Regions from separate parts of the Mus musculus genome. Here all the other regions are linked to region 5. The links are chromatin contacts, called in public Hi-C and HiChIP or PLAC-seq maps. All regions are on one chromosome and are shown on one strand. Each heading gives the region's core, a stretch centred on a gene start, on an enhancer-like site or on the middle of the called end of the contact. The rest is flanking DNA. Distances are from core to core; before and after follow the strand shown. Region 1 overlaps Syt1 (synaptotagmin I). Region 2 overlaps Syt1 (synaptotagmin I). Region 3 overlaps Syt1 (synaptotagmin I). Region 4 overlaps Syt1 (synaptotagmin I). Region 5 has its middle 100 kb from the start of Gm40757. Region 6 overlaps Syt1 (synaptotagmin I).

Region 1 (4,056 bases), core at 1,540-4,039, 620 kb before region 5:
GAAATTTCCCGAGTGTAAGACCTCTCAGCTAGTTTTTGTACTGTTTAGTTTCATTTAAATTCAGAGCCAGGAGGGGTAAAGGGTTTATTTTGATGACGATCTTTGAAGTGGGAATCTAAGTTACTTTATCTATGTTACCTATGTTACTTTAAGTGGTTTCTTCTGGAAGTGTGGATAAGGTTATATTTATTTACTCCCTCCTCTTTATGGTTAGGGAAAAGTGTCTTAGAGAATTCCCTAAAGCATTTTCGAAGCATTCGAGCAAGTAGATAGATGTCTTACTGAGGTACACTGATACCACGTTTACCCCCCTTGGTTTTACCAAGATTTATTTCATAAAAACATGGCGGCAGGCAAAAATATTCTCTCAGGAACAAAATGAAGACAGTAGTCTTTTAGCTATAAGTCAGTATGTAGTACTAAATCCAGCCTCAGTCTTGATAGCTGGAGCCTTAGAGGTGAGGCATGGCTTCTCTTTAAAGATGGGGAGCTTTATGTATTAAAATTAAAAATGTGGTTTAATAGAGTTTTAAGACATAATTTCTATGGTATTTATGTTCAGAAGCAAGAGGAATTTTTTGTTTCTAAGAGGTACTTTTTTGTGTTAAATCTTCCTCCTGCTGGTATCGAAAAGATTAGCTATTTTCCTTGTAGTTTGTAGCACTGCATCTTAGTTATGGTGAATTAGTTCTGAATTACTTTAGAAATGCACTGTGTATAGTTAAACACACTCCGATGCAATTTAATATGATCTCACGGAATCTCAGTAATACTTTCCCCCTTTGTACAAACCTCACTGCTTATACATTTCCAACAGCCCAGCATCTCCGAGTATGAAAAACCCAGTTGTGAAATCCCAGACACCAAGTAAATACAAGCTCTTATTTAACAGTGTGGTGATTGGACTCTTTCTTGACAATATCACATCTTGTTGGAGCTAATGAATTCTGGGTAGGAAAGTTAGCTTGCTTCCACGAGTTCCTGAGGCCTCTCTCCTCACCTGCACTGAATATATGAACTTCTGTCAGTGACTCATTCTTAAATGATCGGTAACATGGTAGACAGAAGTGTTTTGATGGGCCCTGTACTGTACACATCTATGCTTTCCATAACATACAAATTCAAATACTGAGTGTGGGGTTAATTTAATTCTAGTCTCTATTAATCACTTGTATCCTGGCAGGCACAATTTTAATCCAAAGTAAAGGCTCTCTGCCAGGCAGGAGGGATTAAATAAACAAAGATGATACCAATCAGACTTAAGCCTGTCATCAAAAGCCTGGCTGAGTTTTCGGCACGGTGATCCTGGTTTCCATCAGGACCATTAAGTCTCCTACTTTGAGGCAAAATACATATAAAGACATGTCAAAGGTGGATTTTAAAAATAACCACAGTAAAGTGTAACTAGTGACCCACAAAACAATTTCCCCTTGTAGTTGGGGTTGGAGCCCGTGGCAGAACACTGGCCGAGTTGGAAAACAAAAGCAAAGAGCAACCCCCAAAGATACAGCCTCAGGGTGACTCAGAGGGCAAAGTGACCACCAAGCCTGAGGATGTGAGTTTTGCTAAATTGTCCTCAGGCCTTCACATTCCTGTTGTGGCTGGGGTGTACTTCCCCTTCCCTGAAATAAATCAATTAATTAAAAATAAAGTCTTCTTTTCTAAATCCTACCATGATGTGCTCAGTGACTCTTAAGCCAACTTCTAGGGCCAATGTCAGGAAGGAAGACTGGAAAACATTCAGGGGCACCGCAGTGTGCAGGCTCATGTTCTCTAGTCACACCAAGGTAAGGAAAACAGCACATATGTATTCTGAAAGTATATGCTGGACTATTCCGTCAATTCCTTGGCTAGTGGGTAGAACCGGGGATTACAATAAGCCTTATCCAGTCAGTCACTGAGTGATGCCACCTTCGAATATCAATGCAATCAGCTCAGAACCTCTTTTATTATCACACCATTTACTCCACCCACTCCTTGATCAGAAAGGACTAGGACAAAATGGGGAAAAGAAAAAGAATCTTCCAGCACAGACGCTCAAGAAATTTATTAAATTTTCAAGGGGGCTCTCCGTCTAGGTCTGCTTGACTATTAGGAATACTCAGCGTCTGGGTGGGACTGTGTGTCCAATGTATGACTTGCTTCATGTCTAGTCCTTGATTTATGGTTAAGGACAACTTCATGAGGCAGGAAGCATGTGTCATTATCCCAGGTTCGCTGAGCAAGAAACCAGATCCTGAAGGTTAAACGCATCAGTAGAGACCATCAGCCTGGCAAATGGCAAAATCATGATTTGAATAATTTAGTTGAGCTAGCACTACCACCTCCACCCCCTCAAATGTGGAGCTGAGACTCCTCTGCTCTTCAAGATTTTTCTATCCATCTCACTTTTGCTTTGTGGCTTCTTATACTTCCAGCAAAAGCCAGCTGGTGTCTGCACTGGGCTAGCATTTGGGGACCCAGAGCTGACAGGCCATGGTGGATGCTTTCACATCATCTTACAGTCCAGTGCCTGACAGAAAGCCGCAGCAGCAGCATCCTTCCCTGACAGATGTCAGAGAACCACTGCACTGCATTATGCTTTATAATCATTCAAAGATAGAAGAGAAATTAATCTTAGTGAAATTCTAACTTCCACATCTTGCCAAAATTCTTCCTTCATCTGATGTAAATATCTATAAACTATCTGCATGGTTGGCAGTAGTTTCAATATTTTTTAATTCCTGATTGATAGCTCTTTGATTGACTCAATGCCAATCATCAGATTATGAAGAAACAAAGATTATTCCTAGGGTGTTTCTGAGATTCTGTGCCCCTCTTCCCATGTGTCTTTGGAAGAGGTGGGTACAATCGGTTTGATCCTTTTTGGGGCTACAAAAACCTGATGTGGACAAAGACTTGATGTGAACCCATTTGTAAGACTTCAATTCTAAAGCCACGTGGTCTCATTCTTTGATAAGTGTAGATTATAGGTGCTGATGTTACTGTAGACATTAGTGTAGTGAGAATGGGCATGTGTGGCCAGCTCCAGCCACGTAACAATGCTCCTTCTCACCTTCAACAACGCTCCAGCAACAGCGTTCCCAACCGTGGGTCACGGCCCTTTTGTAGGTCAAACAACCCTTTCACAGGGGTCATATAACAGTCATCCTGCAAATCGGATATCTACCAGTCATGATAGTGGCAAAATTACAGTTATAAAGTAACAATGAAATAATTTTATGGTTGGGGATGTCACTACAACATAAAGACATGTATTAAAGGGTCTTAGCATTAGGAAGGTTGAGAAGCAGTGGGCTACAGGGTGAGGGAATGCCTGTTGGATCACAAGGCCTCTGAAAGAGACTCTTCAGCATTCTTTTTGTCTTTCTTCCCATGCACCAGACCTCTTCCTCCTCTATTTATGATTCTAAAATAGAGAAGAGAAATAAGCAGAGGGAGATAGGACTAGACCAGGCAAAGCCTTGGAGCCTACTCTTCTTTCTCCTCCAGTCCTAAGAAGCTCAAGGGAAATGAAACGGCCATGTTCTGCATTGCTATATTAACTCATTTTAACAGACTGGAGTATTATTGCCTTCTCTTAGTTCACAGCAATTCAATGATAAAGTTAAATATAGGCAAAACGGAAATGCTTCTGGCTTGGAAGTAACATGAGTGTTGGCTCTTTGGCTGTCTGACTGACTGTCTGTCTGTCTGTCTGTCTGTCTCTGTCTCAGTTGAACTGCTCTGAATTGATTATAGAATCCTACCAAGTTAAGTATCTGGGTCCTGGGGGAGAAATTGTGTGACTTTGGTAGTGACTGTCAAGAGCTATATATCTGCTCTGAGTATAGCTTTCTTGAGTGATGCTAAACACTATGAGATGAGCCCTTCATCCCCAATGAGAAAATCAAACAGATCTCCTCTTACCTGCAATTTGACCTGGGGTATAGTATTCTACTGCTCTTCCTTAGGAGGACATCCTGAACTTGCTGAAGTCACTTTGGATCACACTTATGCTGTCTTGAGTGTGCAGTTCACTTGTTTCTTCTGATAAAATCATAGAGACTTAATGCA
Region 2 (4,025 bases), core at 957-3,456, 890 kb before region 5:
CACAGTCTGAACTTCGTGGGAGCTTGGTAGCTTCATTTTGGAATGAGTAGTCAGACAACAGGCAGTAGAAACTCTGGTGTCTGCGTGCACAGTCTATTCAGTTTAAGTTTTAGGCATAGATGAGAGTATGAGGGGTGGCAACTGTAGACACATAGCTGGGAAATTTTAATACACGCTTTCAGCTTAGTGATAGCAGCATGAAGTAACATGGAGGGACTTCAGTGACAATTAGGGAGTCTGTTCAAGGTGACAGATGAGCCCTGTCTCTAATCATGGCTCTTAGTGGTCTCACCTGCATGGTTATTGCTTTTTCAGTTTTTGACTTTTTTCTCTGAAGTGGAGATCCCCTGTTCTCCTTCATCCCTGCTTAAAGGTTATGCATCTCACTAGTGTGCCTCGAACATGGTCTTAGCCATCCAGCTTGTTGCAGCCGAGTTACACTGGGAACCATGATCGCATCTCTAAGTACATCCAGAATTCAAGATCTCTCAAATTGTTCATTTTGCAGAAACAATTTCGTTTCCATCTGGCTTGCCTAGGGGAGAGTTCACTGGTGGTTTTTTTTTTTTTTTTTTTTTTTTTGTTGTTGTTGTTGTTAAGAAAATTGGAACATCATTAGGGAGTTCAGTGGATCCTTGCATGAACGTGTCATGTCAGTAAATCACGTAAGCAAAGAGAGAGTTGATAACCAAATAAGCGGGACGTAAATTTGAATGCAAGCCGTTCTCCTCAAAGGTAGCTGCTTGCTTCATTTTTGCATGCCTTCCGACTGACAGCTGGAGGGGCCCTGCTGGGATGGCAGGGAGTGTTTCATTATGTAAAGCATAGCACAGATTTCTATGAGAAATGACTACCAAAGACAGTTTTAAAACAGCGTATGTTATGTAATTACGACTTATTTTAAGCCACGACAGCTTTCCTCTTTATTTGTAATGGCATTCTGTTGTCAGCTTTAGCATCACGTCTTAATGAAGGAAAGTTAGTAAGTTTCTAGACCATACGAATGAGAAAATGGACCCATCAATTTCTGGTCAGTTGCATCAGAAGGGATAGCATCATCTTCCCATGCTCTCATTCTTATGTAAGACTCATTTTCTGATTTTTCTTATACAACATCCCACTGAGTGGAGAGCTATCCTATCTTGTACACTTGTAAAAACCCCATAGTGCTCTATGCCTGTGTGTACCAACACCGTGCCTTCGTGTTGTTTGCAGATAGTTATTGAAATGTAGGTCATAAAAGCATTAGCTGTTGTACAACATCATGCCACAGAAAGGATAACATGAGGAGCTTGAAGTAATCCATATTTCCATTGCTTTAATATGCAAATTAGTTTTTTGGCAACTAAAGAGCTGAAGAGAGTATATAGTTTTGAATTACTGCATAAATTTAAAATGGTCTCAAAAATCTTTCAACTAATACAAAGAATTTAAGAAATTCTAGGTAGAATATCAAGAATTAAAAGCTGAAAAGACTGTCCGTTATCGAGAAGAGGCTCCGGGCAATTAGACTCTTTGAATATTTGATAACATGTAGTTAACAGAGGTGACTCACAGACACAGAGAAATACTGTGAGATGCTAAGGGCTAAAAAAGTGTTGTAGGCTTACGTTTATGGGAGAAATTACCAAAAAGATAATGTATGCTAGTGAAATGGGATTTCTATACATATGCAATGGAGATTAAAGGTAGAAAAAGGAGCCAAAGGTTTTGCTTATAGGTGAAGGGGAGGGGAAGGCAGAGAGCAAAGCTTCCTGAAAACTGCTGTTTCAATTACAAATCACAGGCACTCCTCAAGTGTATAAGCATACAATTAGACAGGGGCTGCTGAAGAGGTCCAGTGCTATATAAGTCTGATAAGACCTCAGTTTAAAGTTGGAAAGAGATAACTGACTCTCCAGTGTTGTTCCCATTCTGCTCCCCATACGTCACACAATCCATACACATGCATGTGCATGCGTGCATGCATGCCGCACATGTACACACACACACACACACACACACACACACTATGTTTTAAGAGTTAACAGAATGAAATGGTGCAGAAGCAAACTGGAGCAGCTGCTGCGGAGCTCACTGAGGAAACAGTTTCCTTGGCTGATAAGTTAGATAAATCAAGAAAGGAAAACAGACAGGAGATGAAGTCTGTATTCATAAGAGACAGTGGCTTCACAGAAATTGCAGGCAGCCAGTACTGTGCTTTTGGTGGCAGTCAGCCTGCTGATCAGTGTTGGCTTATCACTTGCTAGCTGTGTGATCTGAGAATATTCTTAGCCTTGTTATCCTTATCAGCAAAATGAAAATGCTAACACTCACACCGAAGGAACACATGCTGTATACACAACAGAACCTGGCGCGTAGTAAGAGCTCAGGAAATGTTTGCCGCTGGTAGTAAGAAGCTATCCTCAAGAAACAATTTCTGTATTACTATTATAGCCATCATCATCTCCGTGAATGGACAGGTCAGGAATTTGTCCTAGGAAATAACTGTCTAAGATAATATGACTATTAAAACCCAGAGCACAGGTTTGCACCACACCAAAGTCCGTGCTTTCTCTTCTTTGTAATAAACGTTTCAGAATGCTCAATTTTCCCCTTTATACTGCATCATATCTAATAATACCCAACACTCACTATATGGTAGAAAGACTACTGTTAGCACAAAGTACCTGAACTTGAAAAAAAAATCATATGTCAGGCTCTCCCTGGTGTAGCCGTTCACAGCTAGATTCTTCATATCGAATATTATACATCACCTGTTAAGCAATTTGTAATTGCTTTCATGCCATCCCGAGTGAACAGGATGCGGCAGTTAAAATTCCAAAATGACCACCTCAAGGTCTTCCATGGACATCTGTAGATGTTAGGTGAAAGTGCTTCTTGGAGGACCTGAGGATGTCCAGACACAAGCTCCCCGTTTCCCGGGACACTCCTGAGGTTGCCTCAGCTAAATTGATTGACTAAATGGAGATTTATTGCATCGCCTTGAATCAGAAGGGATGGCAGAATCTCCCGCTCTGTCCTCATAGAGATTTAATGAGGTCAAATAAGATAAAATAGGTAAGGAAAGTTGTCTGTAATAGAAGGATAAATGAGACAGAGGTATTCAAATCATGAATTGGGAGCTTAGAATCCTGGTTTGCCCTTACATGTTGAGTGACCTTGAAGAGACCTTGTTTCCTCCCTCAGTTTACTACTGGATAAAATGGAGATGATAGCTGTCAATTTCTAATGGTTGTAAGGACTTCATGGGAGAGGATATAGATGTCACTTAGAGCAATCCCTAGGACATGGTAAATGCACATGTGCACTAGTTTTTCATTATTATTTCAATCCAATAACATGTATCCATATGCAGTTGACACCAAGTTAAAACATAATGGCTATCTTTGTACATTCTTAGTCCTTGGTACGTCTCCTAGAACAAAGAAGATCTATTTTCATGAATTTAATTAATGACTGGATAACGGCATCATGTGTATAAAGACTTAACCTGAGTCACTTTTCTCACTAGTTGTTCTTGGACTCCTGAAAGACCATGAGTAGCAAGGAGTGGGGCTTAAGGTGTACCCATGTGGAAATGTGTTTCTCACCTGGCATGGGCCATCTTGAAGGGTTTCCTTACTCCCACAGGGACAATCAGGGCCTTTGCACAAGGTGGGTCTTCTGGAGCTGAAGCCCACTAAACCTTGTGATAAATCACAGTTTGCATTTAAGCCCCCCCCCGCCCCCCCCCCCCCCCATTAGCGCTCTCAGCAGCCCTGAGTTTGGATCCACAGAAGCCTGGCTGCAGTAGTTTAATACATGCTCAATGGGACATGTGGAAATGAAAAATCACAAAATCCCTAGCAAAACATCAAAAGATACCAGCCTAAAATGCAAGGGGGATAGCCAGGCTCCTATTTCAAAGAATGAATTTGGCCTTTGGTTTTATTTATGAGCAATTTTATGAAAGGCATTTGACTGGCAAGGTGAGATCAGAATGAAGAAACTGAAACACCATTATGAGATTATAAGTATAAGTA
Region 3 (4,035 bases), core at 242-2,741, 670 kb before region 5:
AAGTCTAGCTCTGGAAGCTAGAGCCTGAGATCCTATTATAAAAAGCATGGTAAAACGCAAGCCGTAAACAACTGTTGAGTGAGGCTGCCTGCAGTCTGAACACCATTCCAATTGCTGAGGTAATGAAAAGTCAGCCATGATTAGAAAGGTAAAAGTGATCACTGTTATCAAGAGAAGTCCGTTAGCCTCTCAGTGCCATAGTTTCCTCATCTATAAAATAAGGTGATGATGGCTCGCACACGGAGTTGTCAGAATTAGACACAGAATATAAAAATTGCTAAGAACAGACTTGGAACGGTAGCCATACAACACACATAGTTAGTGTTGCAATAGCAAGAAGCATTATAATCTAACCATTCATCATTTTGGAAAAAATCACATAAATAAATATTTCTTCTGAGTTGTATGAACCCAGTCAACACTTAAATTCAAGTTATCTTTTCATCGAGGTGTGTTCAAACAAAAAAATAAGAGGAAATGTCTGACTTTGTACTTCCAATGTCTGTCATTGTGGGGGAATATCGAAGAATAAAATGCAGACTTCAAGAGTAAGTGCCACATTGGAAGGTCTGTGAAAAAGGAAAGGAGGAGAGGAAACGGATAGAGAGAAAACCCAGCTCTTTCACAGCAGCAGTGAAGGACAAGTGGGTGATTTTCAGAATATAATAAGCACTCACTACCCTCACCACACAACTTCATGCACAGTGGGGGATTTTCAGTGCTCCTCAGGACCAGATTGTACATGTAAGTTATTTGTAACAGAACATTGAAAAGTCAATGAAGGCAAACCTGGCAGGCAGATGCTGTCAGGAAGCATCGGAATCAATAGGATACTATTAGACTTGTCTTTCCCAAGCAAAACACAGAACCATCTTAGCTGAAAGCATGACAGTACTGTGAAATTCCCCTCTACAGTAACTCACAGGACCTGGAAAGCAGGGCTTAGTGACTCATCCGATACATCAGACGGTGATAATGTGACCTCTCATGGCTATAGTGGTGAGGATCACTCAAGACACACACAGCTTCTAGACGAGATACAAGGTCATACAGACCCATGATGAAGAACAGAAACTAACAAAAGATTACATTTCGTGAGTTCACAGTTTCCCTTATTATCATTCCGTCATCTATTCTTCTGCTGAATAGAATGCAGAAGACGAGTAATCTTTTAAAAAAATGTATGAAAGCAGTTGTTTCTTACTGAGTAGACGTTAGCTTCAAGCCCTGAGCCCTGATGTTCTTGTTACAGCTTTAGCTCTAACCAGCATAGATCAGGCTGGACTCTGTTTTAAGTGACCCCATGCCGCCTAAAACAGTTTATTCATTATTTCAGATTGTATCTTGCCCTGAAGGTCTCCATTTTAAAAATGAGCTTCTTTCTCTGTTTTGAGGTTAGAGAATGACCGACACCTAAGGGGACATGTGGACAGTGCCATCTGTCCAGCTCCGCCCACGGGGCACAGATTGATGAATGACTTATCCCCGGGAGCAAAACAGGTGCCACTTTATGAACTTCCCAGCATGCATTGAGGGAACACATGCCTGTATCGCAATCACATCAGGGAACCTAGCCCATGAATTTAACAGACTCAACAGACCAAAGAAAGGGTAGCATTCTCTTCTGACAGTCCTAGGGTACTTTAACTGGGCATAGCCTCACTGCTGATACAGCCTGCTTAGCTAGAAATCCACCCATAGTCCTGATCTTTCTTGCTGTTATTTACCCTGAAGCCTCATTCTCAGACCTGAGACCTGCTGTGGCCTGATTCAGAGCCACTAAGCTTTTCCAGTGTCCATCGTTCTGTTCAGTTCATCATACCACTAGACTCTTATACATTTGGCTCCTTAGGTCTCCTTGAAGGTCTCTCAAACTCCTTGCTTCTTTAGCCCTTTGGAGTCATCTTCTTATGTACATATATGTATGCACACACACATATATTTGCTTTGTGATATTTAATGTATTGCTTAGGCATTAATGTCAGTAGTTGTAATGACAAGAAAAGGCCCTGTGTTTGCCTTAGGCAGAATGTGTCAGGACAGTGACATTATCTGGCAGATTGGTATCATTTAAACCACTCTATTTTGTGAACTAATTGTTCAATAATTTCTCACATGGTAGAATGACACAGGTGTGTTCATTTGCCATTTTTATATAGTACAGGCACAATACAAACTATGTGCTTAATTAAACTTTTTATAACCATTAAAATGGAAAACCAGCATGGAAATACATCCATGGGGTTGGGGTGACATGTTCTTTACTTTTTATCGCACTTTTAAAGAACTTTTAAGAGTTCTTTACTTTTTTTTTCAGGCTGTAATAAAGCAATCCCCACAGATCGCTGTCCAAGACACGCACTCTCTTGATGCGATTGTCTTATAATCGATTTAAAATGGCCTTCCTGCTGTTCTTCTGCAACGGAAGGCAGGGCGTTGAGGGGACTTGTTGACTAATGGAGTAAGAACCTTGTTCAGCTTTTCCAAGTTTGACAGTTGTTAACTGTTAAAGTCACTTAACCTTTCAAAGTACCAGGTTCATTATTTATATACTTGTTACATTTGCCTTACAGAATAAAGGTAACATTTGGGAAGATACATATATGTGTGTATATTTTATATCCAATGAATTCTAGCTATGAAAATATTATGAAGTACACGAAGAGGGATTGTTTGAATATGAAGGGAGGGATGAGTAAGGGTCATTTTCTTTGTATTGATTTAAGATTTGCCAGTAATCTTGAATAGCATCATACAACGGAATGACAGTAAGTTTTAGCAAAACTAAAACAATAAAAAAATTAAAAAACCTTGAAGGGGATATATTCACATTTCTGTTTTGAATCAACAGTTCCCTTACTATTCTATTTATTTTTAGAGAAATGTCAAATGGGAAGTCTGTTTACCTTTAAAACTCTTCTAAGAAACCATCACTATATAAAAACAGGCAATCAAATTTACATTGGCTAACTCGATCTGAACAGTTAAAATGTGTTATATTTGTGATTCAGAGATCCTAATTATCAAACCAATCTTTTGCTGTTCGCTGATTGCCTATCTTCAATTATTTTTTTTCTGCCATTAATTTTAGAAGTTATGCTATAATGAGGCAGATATCCTGCAAATTATGAATGTATTATACTTCTACATTTTAATCACATTCTTTATAGGAATTGGCAGAAGATTCCACTTTATATGGTGACATTATTAAATTATAGTTTGAATAGATTACCAAAGTGTAATTACATGTTATGGAATATTAAGCCTTAGAAAAAAGACATCCTATTCCTATTCCTGCATGGATAAAACTTGGTACTATACTAAGTGAGATAAGCTCACTACCACAGGGCAAATATGTGATTCCAATATTATGAAATACACAGAGCAGTCAAACTCACAGAAGCAGATTGTAACCTGGAAGTTCCCAGGGGGCAAAGAGTCATTGTTTAATGGTTCTGAAGTTATGGTGTTGGAAAATGAAGACGTTAATGTGTACGTGTTTTGAACCATTGTGATGGGTGCACAAAAATGTGGAGTTCCTGCCACTGAACTGTATCCCGAAACATGGCTAAAAGGCAAAGCTTTCATTCTATGTGCTTCAATATAATTAAAAATGTCAAAAATAAATTATGGATTTTTTGTAATGTCAGAAATATAGTTTTGGAACATAAAAGGTTGTGCAATGGACTGTTTTGAACACACATTCATGTGGATTCAGCAAGAAAGAAACCAGGCGTGAGAATATGTAATGAATGTGTGGTTATGACATATCTGGGTTGAGCTGTTGTCAGTGGCTCAAACTCCAGTGAAGACTTCGGTTATTTCAGGATCTGAGATCAAACATGCTACCATACCTAGCAGCTTATATAGTGCACCAGGAGAAAGCCATCAAATTATCATTCCATTCTACACTTGCCAAAGGGTTTGTGGAATGCTCAGAAGTCTCAGGTTCTAGCATTGTACAGAATGGGATCTGGCTCTGGCTCTACACGTTCATGTGTGCTGCTTCGGTAGCTCATTGTCCTTTATAAAAAA
Region 4 (4,200 bases), core at 1,174-3,673, 570 kb before region 5:
TCACGTGAGACAGTTGGAGTTAATTCTGCAGTTATAATCTGCGGCGACCTTGCATCCATTGTCAAGGTGATTCCTGGACATGCTGCGTGAATCGTCACACAGAACTGTACCACAGAGAAAACAACATGTGTCGGCCCTGTGGGTGGAAGGGACGCGCCATTTAAAATGTCTAATTACACGTTTCATCTCAGCTAAACATCCTGGAACAGACATGATTTACTGCAGATTAATGCATTCCTTCTCTGGGCCCACAAATGAAGTAGCTAGGAGAAATACATCTATTGTTCAACTCTTCCAAGGAACACACTATGTGCCTGTGCCTTCTGTGGAAATCTACAGCTTTGCCTAAAATGTCAGCATATGTAGAAATATCACTGAGGATTGCTTTTGATGTGTGAGTAAATGTAAATATCAGGATTGATGGAGAACCCCAGCAACACCCAGTGTAGCACAGAAGAAAACCCTGACTCTTCCTCTTCCTTGCATTCTTGGTGTGCTCTCTCTCTCTCTCTCTCTCTCTCTCTCTCTCTCTCTCCCTCCCTCCCTCCCTTCCTTCCTTCCTTCTTTTTTTCTTCTTCTTCTTCTTCTTCTTCTTCTTCTTCTTCTTCTTCTTCTTCTTCTTTCTTCTCTTCTTCTTCTCTTCTTCTTCTTCTTCTTCTTCTTCTTCTTCTTCTTCTTCTTCTTCTTCTTCTTCTTCTTCTTCTTCTTCTTCTTCGTCTTCTTCTTCTTCTCAATCTTTATTTAATGTATGAGTGCTTTGCTTCATATACATCTGCCTTCCTGAAAAGGGCATCAGATCCCATTACAGATGGTTGTGAGCTACCATGTGGTTGCTGGGAATTGAACTCATGACCTCTGGATGAGCAGCCAGTGCTCTTTACCACTGAGCCATCTCTCCAGCCCCTGTGTTCTTTCTTTACTTCCTGAATTTTCTATTAAAAAGTAGAAATCTTTCCACCTGCAAAGTAATATTTGTGTCTGCCAACTTCATTCTTTGCTTTCAATTTCCAAGCTGTATTAAGCTTCATGCTTACTGGATGCCAGACTTCCTTCAAAGTTTGCTTCTGGTGTATCCCGGCTGATATTGTGTTAAGGCAAAATGATGACAACTCTGTTCACACGGGCTACTGTTTTAGCATTTGATGACGATGATACTATCCTGCAACATAGGTCAGGCTCTCTGTATACATATCCCCAGGCTCTAGAAATAATACATTGTTGTGGAAATAGAGAGAGAAACCAATTGCATCTAACCATCCCTTCAGGCTATAAGCAAGGAGAACCATGGGTAACAGAGCATCCTCACCATGCTGTGCTAAAGAGGAACAGTCATGAGAAGACAGAGTCAGGAAGGTATACACACAGCCTCCCCAGCAGCTGTCTGTATCCATTTATACATGAACTCCACTACCAATATTTTATATATGTGTGTGTGTGTGTGTGTGTGTGTGTGTGTGTGTGTGTTTGTGTGTATCTGAAAAGGCTGATGATACAGTGGTGAAGAAAACAGAATACTTTGTTTCCAGGTGTGAAATAAACTAATCATTTATTTAATTATAATCATTAGATGCTGAACATAGAAGTGAAATTTCCATTCTTGTCTTTTAAAGGTCCTTTTTATTTCTTTCTGTAATCCCCATTATACTTGCCTCATAAACAGTTTAAGATGGGCATGGAAATGCCTCATTGATTAAGGTGTTTTAACAAATGACCCATCTCCCCAGCTCATCTTAGGCATAAAGCCCAGGGTTTAGAACCCCAGAATCCACATTAAAACTAGGTAGGCATGGTGACTTCTCAGTATCTCTGACCTCAGAAGGGGGAGGTGAAATTCTGAAAGTAAGATGATTCTTGACTTTAACCTTGGATGTCTGCATCCCAGGCACACGGGTCCATCTGTACACCAAGCTACTGCTATACACACATGAAAGATAGACACACACACACACACACACACACACACACACTAGACAAAGGCAAACAAAATCAATTTAAGAAAACAAAGATTTAAAAAAAAGAAAACAAAAACAAAATCAAATAATCAAAACAACAGTAAACCAGCCCAGGATACAGAATATAATTTCAATGCTCTATGCAGGAAATACCACCAAACCCCCAAATCTCTTTTCATGTCAGAGAAAGAGAAGGACATCTGGAACATCCTTGTTCAGCAATGGCCATTGTAGGAGACCAGAAGCTACAGTGTACATTAAGCTATTGATTTATTCTTGCTCTGTGGGGAGAGAAAAAGTAGAATATATCTGGGCTGTAGAAATAGAGTGACTTTATTGTGTTGAAACATTACAAAAAGGCTGTCTAGGAATATTCTAGAGTGGCCAATAAGTTAACAGTGACAACTGTGATCTTCGGTATAGCCCACTGTACAGTGTTCATCTGAACAGAGGATGAGTCACGGCACCCTGACAACAAATGCTGAATTTGAAGCAAATTGGAGCTGTAATTTATAGTACAATAGAACCCATGACAGAGGCACATGTGGGCCAGGCTCTTTAAATATTCTATAAATAATAGCGGGGAGACGCCCGACTGGCAGCAAGCAGGGCTGGATGATGAATCATCAGGTAGTTTGAGAAAAACCCTGCCTGATTAAATGCTTTGTTTTCAAACCACCTGCATCGGTGTCTGCAGGAACAGGACAGATCAAATTGTTCTCAGTTTTATTTTGTTTTGTTTGTCAAAAAAGCAGACAGACTCATGAATGATAAGTTTTATTACATTACAAAGCTGATGTCTAACTGAAGTCCCATGGGCTCAGTAAGTCTCATTGTTTGCATTTTAGGTAGGATTTTGAGCATGGGTAAGAGGCAGCTAATTCAACGATGGGACTCATGGCTTAGGGTTATATACTGGTGATTTTATTTTGGTCTTCATAGCATGGATAATTCATTTTCCTACCCTTCACTTCGGGAGTCTTTCCTGTTTATCCCACCAACCAGTTACCAGATGCTCTTTCGACTAAACTAATTAGTGGAGTCTCCTTCCAAAGCCAGTGCTTGCTGAGTGTGGTCATTAGAGCAGGCAGAAGGGAGGACACCAGAGACATCTGAGATGACACATGCTCCAGCAAGCCATCCTTTAGCCAAGTCACGGGTGCAGCGTGTCAGCTGCAGCCACACAACAGCAAAACAGTCACTCAAGGGGAACACAAATATCAGGTCATTCATCTTTCTTTTATTTACTACAGTGCTCAATGGTGGGCCAAAGATCAAAGTCTCTGCCCTGACACATAGTGGTTATTAACTGTCCTAATTCTATGTTAAGCAGGCATTATTTATACAGCTACAGAGGAACATCACATAGGACATGATGCACTTAGTACTAGCAGATCCCCTCTGGAACTTTTACATTATGATATCTCAAGTCATTGTTCTGGAAATGTAAATAAAACCACTTATAATTTGACTTGGGTGTAGGTGAGTGTGCCCATCCATGCACAGGAATGAGGTCACAGGCTACAGGCTGTTCTGCTATATCCCCCTCTGCCTTATTTGAGACAGGGTCTCTTAATGTACCTGGAATGAGATTGGCATCCCACAAGGCTCAACTACCCTTTTTTCCACATCACAGGAATTATAGACAAGCCTGTGGCCAATTCACTGGGGTTCCAATCTCAGGTCCTTATCCTTGTGTAGCCAATGCTCAGACCCTCTAAGCCAACAATCAGCCACTCCTTGACTTTTATGTTAGAATGCCACATAATAATATCATTTCCTCTCACATCTGGATTTGTATCAGGTATTTGCCTCATGTATGTTTCTTGCTTCCTAAACTGGTATCCACTACCTGAACATATCATCTTTATGTCTCACCTGCATTTGTTTCCCAGAGTTCAGTAATTAATAACTATCTCATACGTTTTGTTTAAAAATTAAGTGAATGAAGTGATCGGTCCCATAACAGAGCGACATTCAAATAATTAGAGGAGATGATAACTTTGTACCATAAAGCAAAAATTATATGTTGTAAAAGTTTAACTTAAAGCTTGATCGTGAAATAATTTGATGAATGAACCAAGCAAAAAGTTAACTCCTGTAAGAGTCTAGGTTTCAGTACCCAAGGGGAATCAATCATGAGATTACAATGGGATCACCTAAATCCTAAGAGTACAAAGGGATCACTTGATTTCTTAGCCAAGCCATTGAGCTCCACTCTACTACAAAAGCATATGTTTTGATGTCC
Region 5 (3,837 bases), core at 791-3,290:
CTCCTTATTAGCCCAGTAGAAATTCCATTTACATAGATATCTGGACCTACATTCTCTTATGTTTTGACTCTGTTTGCAAGTACAGTGAGATCCTGCCTCCGTCCTTAAAATTTGATGTGTTGTTTTGTGAGTTCAAAGTGCCCTTTCTATCTACCTTCCTTTATACATCATTGATAAACTTTAAAAGGGATTTTTAAAGGCTATCTCCAGTGTTTCTTCTTTTATTGAATTTTTCCATTTCTGAGTCCTAGTATTTTCACTGTTTTGCTTTGTTATGCCTTAATGAATCTGCAATATGCCAAGAACTTCTCTCATGAAGCTGATTATATTTTTAAAGAATCTATAGGTACATATTCCTGTTCCTATCTACCTATTGCTGTGAAGAAACACCATGACCATGATAACTCTTATAAAGAAAAACATTTCACTGGGGCTGGCTTACAGCTCAGGGATTTAACCTTTTATTGTCATGGCATGGTAGCATGCAGGCAGACATGGTGCTAGAGAAGTAGCTAAGAGTTCTATTCCAGATTGGCAGCAGCAGAATGAGAATGACACTGGACATAGTTTGATCTTCTGAAATCTCAAATCCCACCCCTAGTTGTTCCTCTAACAAGGCCACACCTGTCCCAACAAGGCTACTCCTTCTAATAGTGCCACACCCTATGGGCCCCATGGGGTTTGTTTTCTTTTAAACCACCACACCATCTATTTTGCAAAGACACACAGAAAGATCTGCTTAAAACCACAGAAATATTAGGAACTAGTGTCATGACTTTCATCCTATGTCCTTGACTTCAGAGCCTACTGTCATTCCCATTCTACCTTTAACAAATTCTGTTGCCAATTGTCAATTCAGTTGATCTTGACAACAATAGTATTCACTCACTGAAATCAAGTACTTCTTAATTGTCTTTGTCTCCCAAGCAGTAAGGACCTATGGGTCATAGTGCATAGACACATTTTAACGGAACTGGTTGGTGGCAGTGCTATAACAATAACTGTAGAAGAATACATATTTTATATCACAATGGAGTACTCATATGTCTACCTGTGCACAAGTGGCCAGCCTATTTGTCAACATCAGATCAAATAAAATAACCCAAACTCTGCATTTTGAATTAAAATGTCTCTATGATATGAATCATTTTTCTTTCCAGATGTGAAAATGGGACAAGGAAAGAAAAGATTTTATTAGACTGGAAAATAAAGAGTTTCTCAGAGCATGAAACTGTATGTATTCTAAAACCTGTCAGAACAAAATCTTTCATATTTCCATGAAAATCTTTATTTTCCTCTTTTTACTTCCAGTACATTGATTTCATTAAAAACAATTAATCCCTCCATGTAAATAATATACATTTGTGTATTAGTATATTAAATCTATAGTTTGTCTGGCATGTAGGGGAGATTTAAGGTGTCATTCCAATTTCTTTGACCATCATTCACCTAAGTAGATGGTGTTTTAGTCTAAATGGTTCTGCTAGATTTGCTTCATAGGCAGTGATGTGATCTCCTCACTGGTTTCTCTTCATGCTCACACCAGGAAACTACGCTGTTCATTTTTATGTGTCTCAGAAGCAACCCTTAGCACCCCTATTATTATCCATCGTCTGCAGTTCATTTCATTTGTATCTTATAGAAAATAATTTGTCAACAGTTACTGAATATTCTTCCACTTTGGAAATATTTTCAAAGTCCTATAAAATTGCATCTAAAAATAAAAATTAAAAACAGAGGTCATTTCTTTCTCTGATCTTTTAAAAGAACTCCGAGAATTATATTCGCTCACTTCAAATCCCTGGATTCATTGCTGTTAATTAGAGGCCTTGCTCTATGAGTAGCAGTAGACTGCTGTTCTGTTCACTGTAGTATGGATTATTTGTCTCTGATTACACAAGTCTTGTTTCGTTAGAACTGGGGTATATGTCCTCCACAAAAAAGAACCATAACATTAGATGTGTCAGAGACAAGTCTGCATAGCCTGCATCGCCTACATCGCCTTTCTCACAAACACTAACTAGACCAGAACCTTCTAAACACAGAATGCAGTGCTGCCATCTGGGGGATAAAACTTTAACAATGCATTTTCTGTCAGCTGAAACAGAGGGCAGGATTCCAGGAGTCAGAAGACTCCAGAAGCAATAGGACTGTTTGTAAGGTGCAGTATGAAAGCCTATACAAGACTGTGGGTCATTTCAACAAATTAACACCCACACACACATACACCCACACACACACGCGCGCGCGTGCACGCATGCACGCACGAACGCACGTACGTACATAGACCTTACTTTCCAAATAGGGTTCTGTCATGATGACAGATCACTTTTCTTTTATTGTTGACTGTTTATTTCCTTTAAGTTAGGATATCAGCTTAAAAAAAATTCCAGCGCACTCCTTTACCATTGAGAGTCATTGTGAAAAGGCAAAATGGACTATCTGATATCTCTACAATCTTCACTGGCAAAGGAGCTGTTAGCAATACAGTAAGGGTCACAAGTCTCTCATTTGGAACAGTATATCTTTCATTTTCTCTGCAAAATCCAGTTTCCATCAATACAACCTAAGTGTTTCCCTTCCTTATAACAGCATTTCACCCAGTCTGGCAGAAGAAAAACAGACATACAAGTGAGTCAACACCAGCATGGGGATGGAGATTCTAATATACACATTCCTTTGGTGGAAGGCAAATAAATAAGACATTACGGTGGAAAAGCAAGTAGAACCAATTGATTTTTGTTCTTTCTTTAGAGTTCAGTGTATTCCTTTAGTCTTTTTTTTTTTTTTTTTTTTTTTTTTTTTACATTTCTTTCACAATGCACAGAAGGAAGTTGGAGAAAGAATAGTCGATAAGTAAATATCACTGTAAGGCATGAAATCCTATTCACATTAATTTGACCTCTGCTTAGTAAAGCAACAAATCACTGTGTTATTTGGGAGATAGAAAGAAGCCAGAGCTTTCCAAAATAATCAATAACATGTGGACAAGTAGTTTTTAGGATGAGTACTTTTCTTTGCTGCTAATTTAATACACTTGCTGTAATGCAAATAATAACATCCCTTTTCTTGTTTAATGCTAGGAATCCAACCCAGATCCTTGAGCTTCTGTGGCCTCTACCACTGAGCTATATCCACAGCCCTTAGTTATTGAAGACTGATAGTATCTTATGTAGATAGGCGAAGCTGGCCTTGAATTTGCTATGTAGCACAGGGTAGGCTTGAACTCAGGTTCGCATGAATCTCTCAATTCTATCTTCTACAGGAGTGCCATCATACCTGGCATCATTCATTTATGGACCTATCTATCACTGTTACAACCTTTTTATTCTAAAAGATTTAATAATTTTATTATATAAGCTAGAATGAAGTCATCGTGACTTGCACTGAAATTTGGAAGTCCCAAATACCCTCTAAAAAAATGGAATCCCCAAGTGCCTTATCCCAAGGTGTAGGAAACAGCCAAGGTTTCTTGGTGTCCATCTAATCAAGTGTTTGTCTCTGACTGGCCAACCTAATACAGAGCACAATGAGGGACCAGAAAGAAACATTAGACAACACAACTATGTAAAAAGAAGAAAAGACAAAAGAGTAGACTGAAGTCATTGGCACTGCCCAAGAGTAAGCCCTTATGTCAAGCAACATGAAGTCTCTTGAATATATAATCGGGAATATAAATCCTTGGCCACAATCCTATGAATGTGTGCCTTGCCTTTCAGTGTGTTTTTATAGGATTCTTATCTCCATGGTCTCAGAAGAAACAGATTTTGAAGAACACTACTCAATTGGAAGCTGCGGAGTGTTGGCAGGCTCTTTCCTGGTGCAAGTTCACAAAGA
Region 6 (4,170 bases), core at 534-3,033, 730 kb before region 5:
GTTTGATCCTCCTGTGATTGTGTGTGTGTGTGGTGGGGGGACAGAGGAGAAGGGGAAGATAAAGGGGAAGGGGGAGGGGGGAGAGAAAGAGGGAGGGAAAGAGAAAAGGAGGGAGGACAAGAGGGAGGGAGGGAAGGAGAGAAAGCACAATTTAAGGAAAGTGAGCAGGGCTACTTTGATTTGTGTTTTCAAAACTACTACCAAGGAGAAAATGACTTCCGAATATTGTGGGGACAGTGTTTTCATTGATTGTCTGGTGTGATTACAGCTAACCCATCAAGGCTGAGTACCAACTGCTGCTGCTGGGACTCAGTGTTCTCTGTAAGAATGATGACAGTTCAGAATACTAAAGGTTTTATTCTTCTGTGCTAACGGAAGATAAAACTTGAGTGTAACAAAGTGATGAGGATGTAAACTAGTGAAAACTGCCACTGGGAAAATTTACTTATGCTTGCCTAAAAGATGGCTCAATAAATTATATACTACAGCACTCTCTCTCTCTCTCTCTCTCTGTCTCTCTCTCTGTCTCTCTCTGTCTCTCTCTCTCTCTCTCTCTCACACACACACAGACAGACACACACACTCCCATTAGTTTTAAAGCATTTTAATCATATTATTTTTTGGGTTATGCTTTATACATGTGTAAGTGATGCTTATTAGTATCATTTCTATGGTAACAATTGCTCCTAGCAACATGAAAAAAACGATCTTAACGGGATCTACTTTTAATGATCAATTTTTGGAATATCATCAGAGAAACGGTTGTACTCCCTATACCTAGCCAGCTATGGTTTTCTTTTAAAATGTAAAATCTTCTCAAAATGATAGTTTCGCAAGTTTGTATGAAGATAAAATAGGGTTTGATGTTTTTGCTAAGAACTCTGCTTCTCATTTGTTGACATCACTAGAACCTAATCTCTTGCCTTAAGATGCATTGGAGGAATAGTGATTTGTCTTCTGCATTGTCTATTTCAGCCTCCTGTAAGCAAAAGTCATCATCTTCCAAGCATTTGGAAGCATGCCCAGATCTCACAAGTAGTTCTTGGACTCATATACATGTCAATTCTACAATAATAGATAGACATCGAAGGAGGCTCTGGCTTGCAAGGAATTAAAAGTAATGACGATCATGTGACTCAAATGACAAATGAAAATCCATATTGAACTGTGGCATTATTTCACTTTTTAACTAATGCCTGCATTTGATTGATAGGAATCTTCTTCACCTGCAAGCAATTTGCCCGATGAAAACATTCTGTTTCATCTATCTTTGTAAGACACTGTTTCCTGGCACGGGAGAGTAATAGAAAGTCATACTGCAGTCTCTCACCATTAGTGCACGTGTATGTTTGTTTCCCTTTTATGTACCCCTGGCCTTATTTCCAGTTTATCTACCATACAGGCCCATATTTATTTATGTCTTTGATCTCCTTCTGAAAACGCACATATTAAGCTAGTCCCAAAAGTAAATGATGTAAAATTTGAATTTGTAGTTCAAAGTCGCAGCTTAACTTTCTCTCTGTAGTCAAGGCGAGATGCTTAAGTGGAAGCAGGGGCCTCTGCTTGCTTTGAATTTAGGCACAGGTGTGCTGTGACAGGAGTAACCTTTGAGGGCCCAGTGCAACATTGGCACACATGGTCTCCACCTTACTCACTCCGCAGTGACTCCGACACTTCCAGAGGAGCTTCTTTTGAGATGCCAGGCCAGGCACCCCATACAAGACGCCTGCACACTGCCAGGAGCCCATGTCTTCATTGGCTCTCAGCAATTCTGCTCACGCCTCACATATGACAGCTACTCAAGCACATTCAAGGGCATTCCCAGAGAAACAATATGCTAATTCTGCATCTCAAGCTGCTGCTAGCTAAAGCGGGTCCTGATGCACTTTGGAAGCACCCTGAAGAAAGCAACCCAAGTCAATGACATACACTGTTTAACCTAATGAATTATGCATCCGGATGCAATGTGCTCTTACAGCCCCATGGTGCTTCTTAGAAAATATGGGCTCAATAAACTACAGAAAAAAATTCTGAGAGCATTAGAAGCAATGAACGCCATACCCAAGGCCAACTTAATTATGTCAAGTTGAGTACTGCCGATTAGAAGCTTGTATTTGTTTTTAAAATTAGACAATATCTAGTCTTCCAAGGCCATGAAAGCATTATGGATGTAGCAAATTTCATTCTTTGCCCTAGTTATCCAACCTTACCCACATTCCGGCAAGGCTAGATGAGTCTAAGTTTTGTTTATTTCAAGCTATGGAATTCGAAGTCAGTTACCTTACCTGTTCCTCTTGTTTTTCAAATGTATTAACCTGTATGTTATATGATATTATCAAATGAAAAGAAAGCAGTTACTTAAACCATCTACTATGTCTTGTCAACAGCTATATGCCATACCTCACCTGCTTAATAGTTCACTTCTGAAATAGCAAAGATGCAAATATGCATGATTGATATATTTCCAAAGGGTCACAATTTTGAAAGAATAAAGAATTCATAGTGTTACCAAGCATTAAAACTTAAAGTTCTTTGTGCCTAAGGAATCAAATAAAGTGTACAGACTAGATTAGGCACCAGTTTATGCATCAAATCTGATCAGATGAAACTGGAGTGGAGAGGTGAGGATGTGGAAGAATAAGTATCATATGGAAGGGTGAAATAAATATTTGTCGTAGAATGAAAACAACATAGAACTTTGATATCTGCAGGGAAACAGATGGTGTACACGTTCATTTCTACAGACAAAAAAAATTGGTTTTGTGTTAACAACACTCAAGACAGAAAGCCAAGGGGGAAAGCTGCCTTATAATTTCCATGCTGAACATTTTGGAATGTCCAAGTGCCTTCACACTGTCTGGCCAGCTCACTCTGATACAGGCAAGCAGGGCTTGGCTTGGAGTACTGACTAGCCAAGAGAAATAACACATGTTGACTCTAATTGTTATTATGATTATTGAAAGGAAGGAAAGAGAGAACCTGATAGAATGCTGGTGACAATGTTAACTATTAATGTCTCCCTATAAATCAATCAGAATATCAAACTGTGAAAGAACTGATGTAGCTAGAATCCAGTACACACCAGTGCACAAAAAGAGCCTGAAAACACAGTTACTAATTCTCATTTCCAAATATGATGATTTAGTAGCTATGTATTAATTTACTCAGCTGGCTCTCTATCTGAAACTCTGCATTTACAACTCAGGTGAACTTGATGCTTGCAATCCGCAGAGGGTGTGTTTGGTGAGCTTGACGCTGTCTCAAACATTTGACTTCATGCAGAGTAAGGACTAATGCTCTTCAGAGAAGCTCATCTTCTGTTACCCTTATAGTTTTATATATATATAGAGAATGCACTCAGGTAAATCTATACCAAAGGGTTTTCTTTTAGAAACATATTATTTATAGACACCAGACTCCAAGAGGAAGAGACTCTAAAAAGAAATATAAGCTGTTTTCATTTGACGAAGATACAGACTTTCTGTAGTCTGTTTTGTAGAATACATAGAATCTGAAGTTGATTAGCAGTCCCTTAGTGAGAGCATGCAGGTTATAAGCTATGATTCCCTGGAATATACTATATGGCTCATGTTTTGAAAGGCTTTGGCTTAGCAACAACTTGGCTGTGTTTGTAGCACTACCAGTGCCTTCCCTGATGCTGTCTCCAGCAGCTGCATGCCCCTCAGGGAAGCTGGGCCAAGAAGAAAGCCATATGCTGCCTCTCAGCTCCTGCTGTGTGTGAAGCCACTGGTTCTCCATTTACTTCTGCATGCTTGTTAAATCAATCAGTGACTTTCTGTAGATTTGTGTCTTTTCCTGTTACTACACCACCCTACCTTAAACACAGAGCAGCATAAACTAACACTATTTTGTGTGTGATTTGATTTGGTAGAGGATTGATATAAACGATGACAGTTCTTCATCCTGTTCCATCGCTAGTTGTTTTGGAGGCTTAATTAAATACCAGGAGTAGGTAAACCAGGAAAGAACAGGAGAACACAGGCAGACAGGGAACACAACTAGCTCATTTACTGAAAAGTCATATTAAAACTATGTCCACACATCATGAGTGCTTTGTGTAGCTCATCACCATCAGAGTATATATTTTTTAAGTGTGCTAGGATAAAAGTAACTGGGAAATTCCATTATCTCCGTAGGTCTAAAAGAACA

The links. Hi-C and Micro-C count contacts between places; a contact is called where the count stands out from the background. HiChIP or PLAC-seq counts read pairs in DNA pulled down with a chosen protein or histone mark.
Region 1: a contact with region 5 is called in a Hi-C map of the N1E-115 cell line, with 2.7 times the contacts expected there. The contact joins two enhancer-like sites. A contact is called at or near these places in 2 of 484 Hi-C or Micro-C datasets (the N1E-115 cell line and cerebellum).
Region 2: a contact with region 5 is called in a Hi-C map of cortical neurons, with 1.8 times the contacts expected there. The contact joins two enhancer-like sites. A contact is called at or near these places in 1 of 15 datasets of contacts at CTCF or cohesin (pro-B cells) and 3 of 484 Hi-C or Micro-C datasets (cortical neurons and embryonic stem cells).
Region 3: a contact with region 5 is called in a Hi-C map of the N1E-115 cell line, with 4 times the contacts expected there. The contact joins two enhancer-like sites. A contact is called at or near these places in 3 of 484 Hi-C or Micro-C datasets (the N1E-115 cell line, cerebral cortex and embryonic fibroblasts).
Region 4: a contact with region 5 is called in a Hi-C map of the N1E-115 cell line, with 2.8 times the contacts expected there. The contact joins two enhancer-like sites. A contact is called at or near these places in 3 of 484 Hi-C or Micro-C datasets (the N1E-115 cell line and uterus).
Region 6: a contact with region 5 is called in an H3K27ac HiChIP or PLAC-seq map of SST interneurons, with 5 times the contacts expected there. The contact joins two enhancer-like sites. A contact is called at or near these places in 1 of 484 Hi-C or Micro-C datasets (frontal cortex) and 1 of 115 datasets of contacts at active chromatin or transcription factors (SST interneurons).

What each region holds. Positions count from the first base shown.
Region 1 is chr10:108,873,757-108,877,812 of GRCm38.p6, forward strand. The region is part of intron 2 of Syt1 (synaptotagmin I); the gene reads right to left. Among named protein-coding and RNA genes, the nearest start is that of Syt1, 140 kb to the right of the region's middle. Within about 2 kb of position 2,790, at least 1 of the 459 cell types and tissues checked has an H3K27ac peak or open chromatin away from gene starts, as enhancers often do. A contact at or near this core is called in the N1E-115 cell line, where this site is marked.
Region 2 is chr10:108,600,010-108,604,034 of GRCm38.p6, forward strand. The region is part of intron 8 of Syt1 (synaptotagmin I); the gene reads right to left. Among named protein-coding and RNA genes, the nearest start is that of Gm5136, 98 kb to the right of the region's middle. Within about 2 kb of position 2,207, at least 19 of the 459 cell types and tissues checked have an H3K27ac peak or open chromatin away from gene starts, as enhancers often do. A contact at or near this core is called in cortical neurons, where this site is marked.
Region 3 is chr10:108,820,995-108,825,029 of GRCm38.p6, forward strand. The region is part of intron 3 of Syt1 (synaptotagmin I); the gene reads right to left. Among named protein-coding and RNA genes, the nearest start is that of Gm5136, 120 kb to the left of the region's middle. Within about 2 kb of position 1,492, at least 3 of the 459 cell types and tissues checked have an H3K27ac peak or open chromatin away from gene starts, as enhancers often do. A contact at or near this core is called in the N1E-115 cell line, where this site is marked.
Region 4 is chr10:108,927,373-108,931,572 of GRCm38.p6, forward strand. All of the region lies in intron 1 of Syt1 (synaptotagmin I), which reads right to left. Among named protein-coding and RNA genes, the nearest start is that of Syt1, 82 kb to the right of the region's middle. Within about 2 kb of position 2,424, at least 21 of the 459 cell types and tissues checked have an H3K27ac peak or open chromatin away from gene starts, as enhancers often do. A contact at or near this core is called in the N1E-115 cell line, where this site is marked.
Region 5 is chr10:109,494,296-109,498,132 of GRCm38.p6, forward strand. No RefSeq gene overlaps it. Among named protein-coding and RNA genes, the nearest start is that of Gm40757, 100 kb to the right of the region's middle. Within about 2 kb of position 2,041, at least 13 of the 459 cell types and tissues checked have an H3K27ac peak or open chromatin away from gene starts, as enhancers often do. A contact at or near this core is called in the N1E-115 cell line, SST interneurons and cortical neurons, where this site is marked.
Region 6 is chr10:108,762,093-108,766,262 of GRCm38.p6, forward strand. The region is part of intron 3 of Syt1 (synaptotagmin I); the gene reads right to left. Among named protein-coding and RNA genes, the nearest start is that of Gm5136, 64 kb to the left of the region's middle. Within about 2 kb of position 1,784, at least 8 of the 459 cell types and tissues checked have an H3K27ac peak or open chromatin away from gene starts, as enhancers often do. A contact at or near this core is called in SST interneurons, where this site is marked.